2 separate regions of the Mus musculus genome follow, and region 1 is linked to region 2. The links are chromatin contacts, called in public HiChIP or PLAC-seq maps. All regions are on one chromosome and are shown on one strand. The core of a region is the stretch at or near the end of the contact, and the rest is flanking DNA. Distances in the headings are between cores, read along the strand shown. Region 1 overlaps Gm36924 (a long non-coding RNA gene). Region 2 overlaps Fzd3 (frizzled class receptor 3).

What was found. HiChIP or PLAC-seq counts read pairs in DNA pulled down with a chosen protein or histone mark.
Region 1: an H3K27ac HiChIP or PLAC-seq map of embryonic stem cells shows a contact between it and region 2, with 2.2 times the contacts expected there. The contact joins two enhancer-like sites. A contact is called at or near these places in 7 of 484 Hi-C or Micro-C datasets (embryonic stem cells and pro-B cells), 1 of 115 datasets of contacts at active chromatin or transcription factors (embryonic stem cells) and 1 of 9 other capture datasets (embryonic tail).

What each region holds. Positions count from the first base shown.
Region 1 is chr14:64,630,752-64,635,039 of GRCm38.p6, reverse strand. Gm36924 (a long non-coding RNA gene) reads right to left here. Exons shown (of 3, transcript XR_383509.2): 2 at 3,905-3,961. Among named protein-coding and RNA genes, the nearest start is that of Gm36924, 8.3 kb to the right of the region's middle. Within about 2 kb of position 2,614, at least 60 of the 459 cell types and tissues checked have an H3K27ac peak or open chromatin away from gene starts, as enhancers often do. A contact at or near this core is called in embryonic stem cells, where this site is marked.
Region 2 is chr14:65,243,090-65,247,204 of GRCm38.p6, reverse strand. All of the region lies in intron 2 of Fzd3 (frizzled class receptor 3), which reads left to right. Among named protein-coding and RNA genes, the nearest start is that of Fzd3, 17 kb to the left of the region's middle. Within about 2 kb of position 1,559, at least 53 of the 459 cell types and tissues checked have an H3K27ac peak or open chromatin away from gene starts, as enhancers often do. A contact at or near this core is called in embryonic stem cells, where this site is marked.

The sequences.
Region 1 (4,288 bases), core at 1,365-3,864, 610 kb after region 2:
GTTCTGAAAAAAATCAGTTTCACTGCGAAGGGTCTAGTACATTTATTACCAAAATGTCTTAAGTAGTTTTGTCATGGAACACTTTGGTTTTAACCTCTGAATTGAGAAATAAACTCACTATGTAGCCCAGGCAGTTCCCATCTTAGCCTCTTAAGTGCTGAGATTTCAGGTGTGCTCCACCAAGACAGCTTTACAGGAAAAAAAAAAAATGGCCTCATATACCTCAACTGATCTTGAACTTGCTCTGTACAGGAGGCTGGTCTTGAACTCTTGATCGGCTTGCTCCTGCCATCCTTACCCACCCCCCAAATGGGATTAAAGGCTTCTTTAGAGAAACTACATTCCTTCTGATTGACTGAGAAACACTTGGCTGTCTCGTCTAGTCTTGGGTTTGTAAGAGCCATCCTCCATATGTGGTCTTAACCTCCTTCTCCACCAAGCCTAAGCCAAAATTATGGTCCATGTAATATGCTCTGCTTTGGTTACTGGCCTTCCTAATTGAGTCCCTGTGTCCTTCCAACTGTCATTAAGATAGGTCAGGCACATAGCCTTCTATTTTAGTAACAACTGAATCATGCATTTGTTGGTATATAATCTGAACCCTTAAAACCACGGTCAGAATACTCCCAATGTTAAAAATTAAACAAATGCTATCCGAGTACAAACAAAGGTAGCTAGTGAGTCCACAGGCAAAGTCAAAGACTGACAGCTAACACTTGCAGTTGGAAGGCCTTTGGAGCTGTGTCCTTGGGTCATATCTTACCCAGTGGCAGTAGCAGTGGGCAATCTATTACTGGGGAGGAGCCAGAGAGCCAACATCCGCAGCTGTGGACATGGACAACGGACTATCTAGGCACTCTCCATGGGAAACTAAAGGCACGCTTGTTTTCAGCCCTATATTTTAGTCACTATGTAGGGTTTGTATTTGTCCCATGGTCTTCCACATTCTTCAATATAACTTAGGGCTCCCCAGTATCTTGGGGGAGGGGAGGGTTCTCCTACATTGTGAAACATTTGGCACTGAACTTGTAACACAACCACCATGAAAAGGAGACCCTCACTCATTCTGGTAGAGGTAGATGCTTGTGTAACTCTTTTAGAGAGAATCCTATATTTACTCTCCAGAGGAGTCTTACACTTGTTTATTAGTTTCAATCTGGTAATTCCACTTCTCAGAGACTTATCTTAAAGAAACAATGAGAATGGCAGCAAGATGCTCCACTGGCAAAGGCCTGGCCAAACTGAGTTTGATCCCAGAAACCCATGTGAAGGTGTGACGAGCTAACTGCATAAATTTATCCTCCCTCTTACATCTTACACACACACACACACACACACACACACACACACATGACCACGTGTGGGCTATGGTAAGCCCGCCTTCCATTTTCTTGGATTTATCCCAGTTCCCTCCCTTCACTCTTGTGAATGCTATCAACTTCCTTATTAGAACAGAAACTGGATATGATGACCGTAATAGGCACCGATGGGACGGGACGGTGGAGGCTGGGGTGGGACTGGGGCTTAGGCTGGCAAGGTGCATGGTTCAGGCTGCTATGTTCCAAGGCTGGAGGCCATCCTGGGGACAGCCTGGATAGTAAGCACTGACAGCCAAGGACGGACTGATCAAAGATGGCTGGCTGGTTGGAGGCGAAGACCAGAATAGAAACTAAAGCAGCAGTCAAGGTGCCAGGAGGTCAAGGCGAGTCTGAAACTGGTTCTCCTTCCAGGATGTTATCAGTAAACCATAAACCAGATTAGGAACCCAGGAAGTCAGGAAGGTGAGTGAGTCAAGGTGTGTTTGTGACCTGATTTGAAGACAGGCTTGTTTGCCTTTCTGAATCCTTCAGGGCAGGAACTGGGGTCATGGGCTATCCCAGGCACACAGAGAGCAGCTGGAGGAACAACTGTGGAGGACTACGTGGCTGTGGGTGGGTCCTGGGTATGAGGGACGGGAAGCCCTGGCAGTGCCACTGAGAGGACTATTTGGCTAGACTCACTGCAGGGAGCTTTTAAATAAATCCCAGAGTTCAGCCACACCCCAGGCCAATTATATTGGAATGTCTGGGGGTGGGGCTCAGAGTCAGTTGTTAATGTTTCCTTGGTGATTTAAATGTTCAGCGGGAGAACCTGGTGGGATCTCAGATCTGCTCCTTACAGAGGGTGCAGGTGGGGGATCAAGTGACCAGCCAGTAATTACGAAACAAACTTTTTTTTTTTAAGTGTCTAAAGAAATACTTAAGCCATTGTAAATATATGGGAGTATTTCTATTCTTTTATTTTATTGGGTCAGAAGTCTTACCATGTAGCTCTGGCTGGTCTGGAAGGAAGTCGTCCAGGCTAATCCAGGCTGGCCTCAACTCACAGAAGTCCTCCTGGCTCAGCCTCCCAAGTGTTGGGATTGATTACAAGGGTGCACCAATATGTTTGGTTACTGGCACAGGGGATGGAACAGAGGACTTTGTACATACCAGGCAGGCATTCTATCAATTGAGCCTGACCTGGTTCCAGATGGTTTTGATCAGAGATTTCTAAAGGCATAGTGATACTGTGGGAAGTGACTGGCCCCTGACATACAGGTCAGTCTCCTTCAGCACACATTTACTAACACTTGCAGTTAGGATCCACCTCAGTGAACACTGTCCTTCGTCAATGCTGCCAAAGGCACTATGAGGCCAGCAGTCGACAGCCTAGCTTTGCAGGTGCAGAGTCTAAGGGGAAATGGCTTCCCAAGGTTACAGACGAGCACAGAGTCGGGTGTGACTCCAGGATTTCTGACACAAACTGCCCTTTCTAGCTCTTTGCTGACTTGACTGCCCTCCACTGAACGACTGGGCTCTGATTATGCAGAGAGACACAAAGAGATCTAGTCCATTCTCCCCCTTGAGAGATGGACAGGGCTGGTGAGATGGCTCAGCAGTTAGGAGCACTGACTGCTCTTCCAAAGGTCCTGAGTTCAAATCCCAGCAACCACATGGTGGCTCACAACCATCCGTAATGAGATCTGATGCCCTCTTCTGGAGTGTCTGAAGACAGCTACAGTGTACTTACATATAATAAATAAATAAATAAATAAATATTAGAAAACATACCTTTAAAAAAAAAAGAGATGGACAGTTGTCTCCATATTCAAACACAATGAAGTTGGGTATGAAGGCTCATACCTGGAGTCACAGCATTCAGGAGGATTGTCACAAGTTAGAGCCCAGAGTAGGATTGTGGGGGTGGGAAAACCTGATAAGCTCAGTTGGTAAGACACTTCCCTAGCATGCCTGAAACCCTGGATCTGGTTCCCAGAGTGTGCAGTCATAGCCGATGATAGGCTCTCTGTTGGAGAGGTGGAGGTCAGAAGGTCAGAAATTCAAGGCCATCCTTGGGCACACAGCTAGTTTGAGGCCAGCCTGAACTACTGAGACCCTGCTTTAAATACATCACCACCGGGCTGGAGAGATGGCTCAGCAGTTAAGAGCACTGACCGCTCTTCCAGAGGTCCTGAGTTCAATTCCCAGTGACCACATGGTGGCTCACAACCCTCTATAATGGGGTCCGATGCACTCTTCTGATGTGTCTGAAGACAGCTACAGTGTACGCATATAAATAAATAAATCTTTTAAAAAAATACATCACCACCAAAACAAATCCCCAAAACCCTGGTGGCTCATGCCTTTAATCTCAGCACTCAGGAGACAGAGACAGAGGATCTCAATAAATTTGAGGCCAGACTCCAGAGTGAGTTCCAAGACAGCCAAGGCTACACAGAGAAATCCTATCCAGAAAAACCAAAAAGGTAAAAAAGAAAAAGAAAATGAAAGAAAAAGAGAGAGAGAGAGAGAGAGAGAGAAAGAGAGAAACCCTAAGGTTAATGAATGCCGAGAGAAAGTTTCACCTGTGCTCATGGACACACCTTGTCTTCCTCTCTGCTCTTCACCTGGAATGCTGCCCTTGTGCCTTCCTGCCTCACCTGAGGGCAGAAGAGAATGGAAAATGTTCACATGGCTGGGTTCTCAACTGACACCGGCCTCGGAAGTAATTTTCCTTCCCAAACTGGGATTTGTTTCCGTCCCTCTGTGTTTTACACCATCTTGAATGTCTGAAGTCTCCGTGACTCATGCTATAATATCTGCCACATTCTTTTTAGACACAGGGCATTTCTGCAATGTCACTTATTACCCCTCCCCCACCCCCACCCTCCCCTCCGTCCTTCCTTCCTTCTTTCACTCTCTCTGTCTCTCTCTTCTCTCTAATAATGTTTTAGCTAGCCCAGGCTAGCCTTGAACTCACTATGTAA
Region 2 (4,115 bases), core at 310-2,809:
CCTCTATCTCAGGTCCTGTGTCCAGGTTCCTGCCCTGTTTGGGCTCCTGTCCTGACTTCCTCCAATGAACAGTGATGAGGATGGAGGCTTAAGCCAAATAACCCTTTCTTTCCCAAGTTGCTTTGGCCATGGTGTTTGATCACAGCAATAGTAACCCTAACTAGGGCAGGCTAATATAAGAACCTTCTAAATTAAAAAGCAGAAAACTCGTACATACAGATAGTGGAGAATTATTTGCAGTTATTTCTGGTTTTGGGAACAAAAATAACAGCTTTTGAAATTTTGAATGTACCCCAATGAAACAATACCGATCCATATTTGTGGATAGGCTTTTTAAGGAAGAAAAATTCTTTTCTTTAAGCTCATATATTTAACTGCTAGAATACACCATATTTACTTTTTTTTTTTTAGGTTAAATATTTTTTTTTTTTTTTGAGACGGAGTTTCTCTGGCTGACCTAGAGCAAGATCTATAGAGCAGGCTGGCCTCAAACTCAGAGATCTACTTGCTTCTACCTCCAGAGTGCTAGGATTATAGGTTAATGTTTATGGGAAGATATTTTTTCTAAGCAAACAGTGTAGTGAAATGACCCATTTTATTATCTGTATTTAATTTTGCAGTGCTGGATAGCAAACCTAAGGCCTTGTGTATGGACTTACATCCCCTTCCCTAACAGATACGGCTTTAGAAGCCAGTTTTGTGACTAGGGTAAACCAAACAGAATTAAGAAGCTTCTAAATTAAAACACACACACACACATGCACACAGAGTATTGTTCGCAGTTGTTTCTGATTTTAGGAATAAAAATAACAGCTTTTAGAAATTCTGAATTGGTTTTCTTATGACAAATTACATTAAAGGAATCTTTTGAAATTCTTGCTTTAAATCAGATTATTAAGTAGAGTAGGATTTGCCCTATAAAGTATTATTTTTTAAGTATGTCATAATCCAGAACTATCTACAATAGAGAAATGTTAAAGAAGTTTACTAACCAAAGAAGAGTCTTACGTACTGTTTTAAGAGCTCTACTTTGACGTATGAAAGTGAATAGATTCCTGTGATAATAGATTATTCAATTTCCCAAGCTATTATCAATGAGTAGACTACCATGATACATTTTTGAAAATTAAGGTTTGAAAAAGAAAAACAGTTACTGAATTAAAGGTGGTTTTGTTTTTGTTTTTAACTAGAGCTTTTTGGCTTAGTTTATTTTGTAGAGACAGAAAACAATTCTTAAAAGTTTGCACGTGACGTCATCAGAAGCTTTATTGTTCCAGAAAGGGAGACTGGATTTGGGGTTTTGTTTTGTTTTGCTTTGCTTTGATATTTTGAGTCTCATAATTTTACTTACATAAATATTTTCATAAGTTGTTTGGAATAACTTCTTATTCCAACTGGATCTAAAGTAGCTATGAATAGGAGTTTTAGATTTTCAAGGCTGTTCCACATTGGTTCACACTTAGTGAGTTTAGTCATGCTGTTCCCAAACCTAGTGTGGCACAGTTTCTATAGTTACCAGGCCCTTTGTGCAGTGACAAAGGTTGGAATTCTGATTCTCCTGAGTCAGATTTTGGCCTTTGACACTGTCCCCTTTTCACACCCTTGCTAAGCTTGGACTGTGGCTATGCTTGAAGGTTTGTCAGTTAGCAGGTTGCTATGGTAACGAATGGAAATTTGAGAGTTGAAAGAATGGGAGCACAAAGGCTTGGTTGATTTGAATTTAAACAAAGAATGCAAGGTTCCATGCAGTGCACCTTTGTTGTAGAAATCAGAAATCTAGTTTTTAGAAAGTTACTTTCCAGTTTGTAAACTTCCTATACTCGGGTCTTGATTTAGGGAATAAAAACATCCCTGCTTAGAGAAACACTCAGGAAGAATCATTTAGAATTCAATCAGCCATGTTCCTTTCTCTTTCATAGACTGTGAGTACTGTTCCTTATGTTATAGATAGATAGAGATAGATAGATAGATAGATATGTTATAGATAGATAGAGATAGATAGATAGATAGATAGATAGATAGATGGATGGATGGATGAATGGATGGATGTTCTCAACCTAAGTGTCAAGGCCACATCATTTAATTTTATTTTGCTGTGATAAGAAATTGTTAAGACCAAGTTGATTTACTTAGTTTTTCATAATAGCTTTATTGGGTTATACCATATATAGTAAACTCCACTTATGTAAAGTGTTCCCTTTGATGAGTTTTTAACAGCTCCTGTATTACCATTATCAAAGTATAGAACTTTTCTATCACATCAGAAGCTGCCTTATATCCTTCGTAGTCCACATTCTCTGCTCATGCTTTCAGCTTTCACAGGTGTGTTCTCTGTCCTTATGGATTGGTGCACGTGCTAGTGTTGTATAGGCATGGACTCATACATGATTTGCTTTTTTAGATGTTATTTTTAGTTATATGTATGTGTGTTTCTGAGTGTGGGTTTATGCAGATGAGTACAGTGCCCATGGAGGCAAGAAATGGTTATCAGCTCTCCAGGTAGTTGGTTGGCAGCTGCCTGATGTGGGTGAGGGAAGATGAACTTTGTGCTCTTACCTGCTGAGCCATTGGCTCAAGCCCACAGTATCTACCTTTTTATATCTGGTTTCTGTCTCCTATCATCATGATTTTGGGGTTACCTACTTTGTTTGACATTTTGAAAAAAACTCCACTTGAGTTTCCCCATTTGACAGTTGAGAACAGGGAACAAAGTCACCCTGCTATAGCCCTACTATACGTGAAATTATTTCCTATTTTATTTATAAGTATTATTTATTAGTTGTTCTAATTGTATTAAGACCGTTTTATAAAAGGGCAAACTAAAACAGAAGTTAAGTGAAACAAATTGGATAAGTTCAAGGGATCTGTGTAAAAATGTCAAAGTTTGCCTGATGCTTAGATTTGTGTTTATAATTGTATGACCTTGGACAAGTTAGCATTTTGTGTCTGTTGTATGAAATTATTCAATTTGAGGCACTTTAAGCCCTACTGTGCTAATAACTGTCAGCCAAAATGTAGCTCAGGATATTTATAGTTCAGTGCAAACACACAAAATGGTCATTAAAATAAATTTTATAACTTAAGATGGGTAGTGCTCACAGATGGAGATTTTGATAACATATTAACAGAGATACCTCATCTGGCAGTTTACAGTTTGCGTGTTACCACACATATATGTGCATGTTTGTCACATATGTACATACATCATCATATGAATGTAATTCTTTTTTTTTTTTGAGACAGTCATACTGTAGTTCTGGCTGACTTGTACCTTGTTGTAGATCAGTCTGGCCTTGAACTCATGGAGATCTGCATGCCTCCTCCTCCCAGGTGCTGTTAACTTTGCCTTTAATTTTTAAATAATTGTAGTCTCTTAGGAAGTTAGGAATTTGCAAGAATGGGACACAGAGATTACATATGTCTCTTCTCTATTCCCTGCTCTTATCTTACTATTTTATAAAATTTTGATATCTAGTTAACATTGAAAGATATATGCATTTTTCCAGGTCTTTGCTATTACAAATAAAACTCAGCGTAAACATTTGTGACAATTTTTTCTGTGGACATAATTTTTCATTTCTTTGGGATAAATGACCAAGAATGTGAGTGCAGTGTTGGGTGGTAAATATGTTTGGGTTTTAAGAAACCATAGTGGTTGCACCATTTTACATCCCTACCTGTAGGATTTAGTATATCTGTTTTTCTCACGTTATTGCCACCATTTGGTATTACCATTGTTTTTGTCTTGAGCAGTGCAGGTATATATGTAGTATTAGTTCATGTGCATTTTAGTTGTCGAAATAACTGTTTCAGCTTTATGGGTATTTTCAGTTAGATTTTCTTCTTTGTTAAAGGCATTTCAGTTAGCTATAAAGTAGCAGGTTTGATTGTTTTTGCTGAACTCCTCTTTCCTTCCCCATAGCCTTCTACCCCCTCCCCCATTTTTACTTTCACAGCTCCTGCATTCTGTTACCTACCCCAACCTCTTACAGCTACTTTTTCTCCTCTGTGTCCCTTACATTTTATTTTGGAGTCTTGGGTTAAACTTTTACTTATTATTATTATTAATGTGTGTGTGTGTGGAGGGGAGTGCCACAATTTGTGAAGATGAAAGA